Regions from separate parts of the Macaca mulatta genome. Here region 2 is linked to region 1. The links are chromatin contacts, called in public Hi-C maps. All regions are on one chromosome and are shown on one strand. Each heading gives the region's core, a stretch centred on a gene start, on an enhancer-like site or on the middle of the called end of the contact. The rest is flanking DNA. Distances are from core to core; before and after follow the strand shown. Region 1 holds the start of UGDH (UDP-glucose 6-dehydrogenase). Region 2 holds the start of SMIM14 (small integral membrane protein 14).

Region 1 (4,046 bases), core at 1,534-4,033:
GGGACCCAGAGCCTTGTCTTTAACTTCCTACTCCTTTTTTTTTTTTTTAATTCTCTATCCTCACAGATTTCTTACACACTACCAGAGGATTTAGGGTTCCATGAAACATGATTTGAAAATAACTAGCCTACCTTGGCAGTTCTCAAAGTTTGTGGTATCAAGACCCCTTGGCATGTTTAAAAATTGAAGAGTCAAACAAATTTTTTTCATGTGGATTGTAACTATTGGTATTTACCATATTAAATATGAAAACTGATTATATATAAAAGATTAATTCCTTAAAATTGACAATAAGCCCATTACGTGTTAACATAAATAGCATATTTAAATGAAAAATTACTATATTTTAAAAACAAAAAATAAGATTGGCATTGTTTTACATTTTTGTAATCTCTAATATCTGACTTAAAAAACAGCTTAATTCTATCTGCTTTGATAGCACATTATAGTCTCCACAAAACTTTATTGCACACTTGTGAGAGAAAAAGAGTTAAAAAAGCAAGCAACACATGAAAACGTTTTGACCTCATGGATCCCAGAAAGAACTACGGAGATTGTCTACAGTCCCCAGCTCACTTTTGGAGAACCGCTGTCCTAAATCCAAAGGTCCATTCTAGCTGGCACTGATAATTGATTTAATTTCTGAAATCCTATTAACCATTTTGAAGAGTCTGATTCTACCAAAATACTAAAAAAAAAAAAAAAAAAAAGTGAGGTGAATACTAAGTAGAAAAATTTTGAATTCAAAATGAAGGGACTAATCATAGATAAGTGGTTTTTATTACAAAGCAAATTGTATTAGGTAACTTAAATCTACATATGTCCCAAGTTCAAAAAGATGCCCTACTATAGCACTTATGTACTGCAATTACTTTATATATCTCTTCCACTCAACCTGTCAGCTTTGCAAGAAGGCAATAAGTCTTTCTTGTCTGGTTATTTTTTTGAGACGGAGTCTCGTTCTGTTCCCCAGGCTGGAAGGCAGTGGTGCGATCTCGGCTCACTGCAACCTCCGGCCCCTGAGTTCAAGCAATTCTCATGCCTTAGCCTCCTGAGTAGGTGGGATTACAGGTGCCCACCACCTTGCCCGGCTAACTTTTTGTATTTTTAGTAGAGGCGGGGGGGCGGGGGGGTTTCACCATGTTGGCCAGGCTGGTCTGGAACTCCTGACCTCAGGTGATTCACCTGCTATGGCCTCCCAAAGTGCTGGGATTACAGGCGTAAACCACCGTGCCCGGCCAAAGGAATTGAGTCTTAATCCCTTTTGTATCTTCAGCCTTTAGGATAACGTCTGACACACAACAGGCATTAAATATTTGTTGGATGAATGAACTGAACTGCATAGAATGTAGAAAGCCTACATATTACTGGCCAAGCACCGTGGCTCACACCTGTAATCCCAGCACTTTGGGAGGCCGAGGCGGGCGAATCACCTGAGGTCAGGAGTTTGAGACCAGCCTGGTCAACATGGCAAAACCCCATCTCTATTAAAAATACAAAAATTAGCCGGGCATGGTTGTGGGAGCCTGTCGTCCCAGCTACTCGGGAGGCTGAGGCAGGAGAATCGCTTGAATCCGGGAGGAGGAGGTTGCGGTGAGCGGAGATCTCGCCACTGCACTCCAGCCTGGGCTTCGAGAGGGAGACTCCGTCTCAAACAACAAGCCAGCCTACATATCCTGCTACATGTGCTACAATCCACAGCAAACTATTTCATCCACATTCAACGACTTTCTTGAAGTCGCCATCATGATCCTATCAAGAAAACCGTGACTTATATGGTATTTTAATGTGCCTTTATAAATTACTAATCATTTTCTTCATGATGTATGTTAAAATGGCTTACGTCACCTGATGTAATCCTTAATGAGGGAAATAAAAGGCCATGACTATGCCTGGCTTTTTTTTCTTATATCTTAGATTTGAGGTTTAGTTAAAAAGACCTCGAAGTGGCGAAAGAAAGGAACAGAAATGCCCTCCACATTAAAAATGAGCAGGCTCCATAGGTTAATTGTACTCTTCCTCACGCACGGCACTTACATGTTGCATACTCTCTGCTCCACAGCATGCACAGACATCCCAAATCCCGGACTGGGCCTGAGGAACATCTCTGCAAAGAGCAACGGGAGGGCGTGGGGGTCCCGCCTCTCCCGCCAGGGACCAGGGAGTGGACACTCACTGGTCCAGTCATGAGGAACTCAGCATCCTCCTGACGGGAGGCGCCTCTTTCCCAGAAGCGATGGGTCTGGAGGAATCTGACTAAACCTTGGGTTGCCGGCCCGGAAGGCGTGGTTGACCCAGGGGCCTCGAGGTTGTGGGCGAGGATAATCCGCCACCGGGACCGACCTGCAGAGTCCAGGGGACCGAAACCCGAGGGCTGCGCTCCAGGGTGCTGAGGCGACCGGAAAGGCGGCCAGGATCTTCCGGTCGCCCGGCCCACCACCCACCCAGTACCCGCGCAGCCCTGAAGCCTGGCAGACGCGGACCGCACGCGGCCTTTGCTTCGGCCAGGACAGGGCGGCGGGGAGACGGCTGCTAGACAACAAGTCTTGACCCCTCCGCTACCCACGACCTCCGGGTAGGCGAGCAAAGGGCCTACACCTCCGATTGCCCCAGTCCCCTGGTCCAGCGGACACGCCACGCACGCAGTCCCGCCCAGCGCCGCTCGCGGTAGGGGCGGAGCGGCTGAGCTGGCCCAAGCGGATTTGCCTAGCTCGGTCAGGGGCGGGGCAGGCCCTCCCCGCCAGGACCAGCCCCCGTCTCCCCGCCCCTGGGCCCTGTAGGAAATAGGGACCCGGCCCTGGGCCTTGTGTAGTGGGAGGGGGAGCTAGAAAGCGGCTGAGGGCAGAGTCCAGGAGGGCCTGGCTGCGGGGGAATGAAGCCTCCGCCTTCTCAGGCAGAAGCCTTTAAATACGGGCTGAGGCCCGGGACTCAGGAGTGTAGCGCGTGGCAGCCTGAGGGAGGGGCGTTCGCCGAGAGGGAGCTCAGACGGAGCTGGGCGCGGGTGGAGAAGCTGCGGCAGCGCGGCCCATAGGAAGGTGCTGTCCGGACGATCGGGATAAGAGCGGTCCCTGCGCTTGCTGCTGGGAAGTGGGTAAGCGCCGCTCCCAGGCTGGCCCCGCCGCCCGTGCGGGATGATCCAGGTCTGGGCGGGATGTGGAGGGAGCGGGGCTGGGGTGTGCGCTGCTCCCGGTTGCTCGCTGCGCTGGGTCCCGGGCTTCCCGACTCACGACCTTTGTCTCTTTGGGCTTTAGGGCGGGAACCGCATTTTGGAACTGCTGTCCTAGGGATGGGGTAGCCTGGGCTTCTTATTCAAGACTCGCGAGTCTTCCAGCCCCTTCTCTTTCTGCTTTTACCCACTTTCCTGACTTGGATGAGATTTCCCTGCCGCCTCCAAAGCCGAACGCCCACCACAGGAAGCGGTTCTCTCGTTGGGGACCACATTTTGGCCGCAGAATCGTAGTCTTTTGTTTGTGTTTAAGAGTCTGCTCACCTGAGGGGCTCCTGCTTTTCTCTTGCCGCCTCTCTTAAGAAACCAAATAGAAACGAAGCCAGAAAGCCCTCTTGAGAGCAAAATCCTGAGACTATCGTGATATGTATCTGGGATGTCCTGGAATCCATTGTTGGACCCCCACACCATAGAATTACTCTGTTTGATGTCGGGGAAGGCCTTTCCTGGGTGTCTCGGGAGACCATGTTTGTGTGAGATCTTGAAAAATTATACGTCCTATAAATATACAGGAAGATAACTTAGTAGGGTTATGAATTCTAGTATGGAGAAAAGAGGGGTTCGCTGGTAGGGATCTATTCATGGGCATACAGAGCAGTAGTTGTCTATCGACAGTCCTCAAAGACACAGTGAACCCTTGATTTTCTTCAAATCCCCTAAGAAATGGAGAACAGTAGTCTTTCTTCAGGGGGATTCTGGAAATCAAAGAGCTGACTGTCTGCTCTGAGATGTGCTTGTTAGTGGCCAGGATCCAGTTTAAGGTAAGGGATAGACAACCCTGGTTGAAAAGATCTCATTTCTTCTCCCATTGCTGTACTCG
Region 2 (3,892 bases), core at 1,343-3,842, 110 kb before region 1:
TGCTGGCTGTTAGTGGAGGCTTTTTCTCCTCTCCACATAGGCCTGTTAATAGAGCTATTCGAGCAGAGTGGTGTGGAGACTGCCTTCCCCCAGAGCAAGCAATCAAAGAGAATGAGAGGGAAAACTGCAATCAGTGCCTTTGTGACCCAGCCTCAGAAGTCACACACATTCAGCTGTATTCTATTGGTAAAACACAGCAGTCCTGATTCAAAGGGCTGATGCAGACCACCAGAAGTGACAATCATTAGGGGTCATCTTAGAGGCTGACTACCAAGGATCCCAAAATCTTTTTTTTTTTTTTCCTGAGACAAGGTATTGCTATGTTGCCCAGGGTGGAGTGCAGTGGCTAATCAAAGCCTCTAACTCTAGGGTTCAAGCAGTTCTCATGTCTCTGCCTCCTGAGTAGTTGGGACTACAGGCATACAGCACCCCGCCAGGCTAATCCTAACATCTTGGTTTTCCTGTAATTTACTTTATAAAGCTAGTACTGGGTGTGCACAGTGACCCATGCCTGTAATCCCAACACTTTGGGAGGCTGAAACAGGAGGATCACTTGAGACCAGGAGTTCAAGACCAGCCTAAACAATACAGCAAGACCCTATCTCTATAACAAATTAAAAAAAAAAAAGCTCAGTGTGGTGGCATGTGTCTGTAGTCTTAGCTACTCAGGAGGCTAAGATGGGAGGATCACTCTGAGCCCAGGAGTTTGAGACTGTTGTGAGCTATGATCACACCACTGCATTCCAGCCTGGGCAACAGAGCAAGATGCCATCTCAAAAAAAAAAAAAAAAAAAAAAGCAAGTACTGAGAATGTTGCAACAACCAGTACAATTCTACTTTGTACCATACTGTTCTCTTAAACACAGCTGTGTTCTCAAACACATACGTGGACATGGGTGCACTCCAGCATAACAGATTTTGTTTGGAGTTCCACAAATTAAAGACCCTTTGGTACAGTGTCAGCTCATTAGGGCACCAGATTCCATCTCAAACTCTGAATTTGAGTAAGCAGAGTTCAAGATTGCAGATTAAGGACCCAAATCTTTATTCTTTATACCTACTTTGTAGTTAGTTAACTGGGAAACACTTCAAGTTTTACCAGAAACCTCTAATTTTCTAGAAACCTTTACCTGTGTTCAAGATCCACTTTAAGTAAAAATCTCTTGTAAATTATACTAATTTGGGGAAGGTGATTCAGCTTGTTGAGGGGTAATTAACCAAACAGCTGAGGTGGAAGTCTGGGTAGGTGAAAAAGTCATCAAATCTGAGTTAAGAAAGCTTGCAGCTTTCACCTCTCCGTCAAGACTGGCAAAGAGGCACATTTGTGAAATCTTTGTTTGGGACTCACTTTTACTTCGTCACTTGTCCCATTTTAATTAAAGTTTGCCAACTGAAGGACCTAAGAAAACAATATAGTTCTGCATTTTGCCAAATTGGTTAATTTCCAGGGTCCCCAAAATTTAGCGGGGAGACTCAGAGGCTAGAATGGGAGAGTAGGAAGCACCAACTTGCTCTAAAAAGAAAATTGGGTAGAAACAGCACCCTTATTCCAGCTCTACAACCAAACCAACGAAGACTTGGGCCGGCTGGCTGCCTAGCCACAGCATTCCCTCCTACTTCCCTACTATCTCCTGACTAGCAAGTCATCTTTGGTCACATATCTTTAATTATGCAGTTTGAGACAGTCTCACTATCACCCAGGCTGGAGTGCAGTGGCGCGCGCGATCTCGGCTCACTGCAACCTCCGCCTCCCGGGTTTAAGCGATTCTTCCACCTCAGCACCCCGAGTAGCTGGGACAACAAGCGGGCACCACCACGCCTGGTTAATTTTTGTGTTTTTAGTAGAGATGGGTTTTCACCATGTTAGCCAGGCTGGTCTCGGACTCCTGACCTCAAGTGATCCGCCCTCCTCGGCCTCCCGAAGTGCTGGGATTACAGGCATGAGCCACCAAGCCCGACTACATATTTCCTTTACTAATATTCCTGTTGAACTTAATTTTGGTCGTTTCCGGTGCAAACATGTTAGGGTAAAGGAAACCAATAACTGCCACATTTGATGTATTTTTGTAATCCCCATCTCCAATTTCCATCCGCGCCTGAGTAACCAAAAGCACTCTACAGGGGTAGACTGCCTCAACAAACATCAATCTGTAACCACGTCTACATCTACCACGGTATTCTAAAGACTCCGTCGAGGAAAACCTTTAGCTCGGGCAAAGGGAGACACATTAGAAAACACTGTCCGCCGCCGACGAAACAGGCTACGCGGAAGAGTTCAACACACAACCGGCCTCGCCCCGATTGCTTCACAGTCCTCAGCCACACCCCTCCCAACCGGAACTACATCCCCCGCGCTCCGCGCCCCCACGCACAGCGTGTCGTAGGCGTCTGAAGCCGCAGGCTCCCGCCGGGCTTCCCGAGACGCACAAGGCAGGCGCTGGGCGTGCGCATGCTCGGCAGGCGGGGCCGCTGGAGTCTCCAGGCGCTGCCATCTGTTGCACTGCCGCCCGCGGGAGCCATCAGATCCGGGTCTTGTGGCTAAGAGTGACGTGGTCACTCGAATCAAAACAGAGGAGGGGGAGGAAGCCGGCAGCCAGGAGCGGCAGCGGCAGCAGCGTCCGGAGCAGCCGCAGCCTTCTGGAAGCTCCAGGCGGTCTTTCTGCCGAGCCTCGGTCCCGGCCCCCATCCTCCCCGCCCCATCGGTTGTTGTCTGGGCGGGTGAGTGTCTCCCCCTCTCCCACCAGCGTTTGCTGGCTCACCCTTCCCTCGCCCCAGTTTTTCCTGGGGGCTCCCCAGGCTCTCGGGGACTGCGGCGGCTGCGGCAGAACAGGGCTGTTTCTCGGGCTTAGCGATTCCCCGGCCGGGCTGGCGATTCTGCACTGGGAGAAGCTCCGCTGCTGCCGAGCCCGCGCCCCCCGCAGAGTCTGCAATTGGGCTTTCTCTGCAGGATGTCAGAGTCGGTGCTTGGCAGGAAAGGGCAAGGTAGCCACGGATGGTTTTATTTTTAGGATCAGATTGTCGACACGGGTGGAGACGTATAATGGAGTAAAAAGAGAGTCGTAGCTGGAAGGAAAAACTCACAAATCCCGAAATCCACACTATCTTGTTTACCGTCTCCCTCAGCCCTTTCTGGGTACGGTGAAGTCACTAGGATGCATCCTTTGTTGTGATAAGTGAGACAAGAAAGCTGCCACCCTGAAAGCGAGAGCTTTTTAGCTCCTATTGTGTCGCGAATTTAAAGGATCCCCTTTTTCTGTTTGTTCAGTAGGTGGAACCAAGGCTGACAGTGAAGAGGTAGCAGCACCTTTTATTGGAACTAATAGTGTGTGATAAACTGGTTACCAGCTGTACCCGAAGTCCCGTGTTGCTGTTTAAAGGCAGACTTCACCAAAGTGGCTGTTTATATGTGCCAGGATTTTAGCAGAGACGGTTTGTTAGCTGTAGAGAGTCGGTAGGATGTTTTCAGTTACCCCAGTTGGCAAAACCGAGGCTGTGGCCTTATTAGAATGTCTTACTTTTGCATCGAGAGAGTTGGTTGAGCTTCACACACGTAATAGCTACATTTGCAGAAGAGTCCTTCCAGTTCTTGTGTGTTATTGTCAGAAACAGTTAGCAGCTGTACACATAACTTGGAAAGCGTAAGACCTTCCAGGTGTTGGAGTCTTGCGACGCTTAGGAGGCATTCTCGCCGCCCGGCGCTGTGGAGGTTGCAGGAGGCTTTGCATTCCCTTCCATTTAGGGTGGCTGGCCGCGCAGATTCCTTTAGTGTAGCCTGCTCCGAACTTGCCGCTCTCCGCGGCCCTCCACAGCACTGCGACCAGAAAACCAAACCTTTTTGTCCTAACTTTTTTTTCCTCTTTTTTCCAACATGGATTTTAAAAAGAACACCGCT

The links. Hi-C and Micro-C count contacts between places; a contact is called where the count stands out from the background.
Region 2: a contact with region 1 is called in a Hi-C map of liver, with 2.8 times the contacts expected there. The contact joins the promoter of SMIM14 here to the promoter of UGDH in region 1. A contact is called at or near these places in 3 of 14 Hi-C or Micro-C datasets (fetal cortex germinal zone, fetal cortical plate and liver).

What each region holds. Positions count from the first base shown.
Region 1 is chr5:38,737,293-38,741,338 of T2T-MMU8v2.0, reverse strand. It overlaps UGDH (UDP-glucose 6-dehydrogenase), which reads left to right and starts at 2,783. Exons shown (of 12, transcript NM_001261103.1): 1 at 2,783-3,091. It overlaps LOC114678106, which reads right to left and starts at 3,441. Exons shown (of 4, transcript XM_028848163.2): 1 at 3,354-3,441; 2 at 2,971-3,245; 3 at 2,038-2,803. The coding sequence starts at 3,441.
Region 2 is chr5:38,844,633-38,848,524 of T2T-MMU8v2.0, reverse strand. SMIM14 (small integral membrane protein 14) reads left to right here and starts at 2,592. Exons shown (of 5, transcript XM_015138214.3): 1 at 2,592-2,718.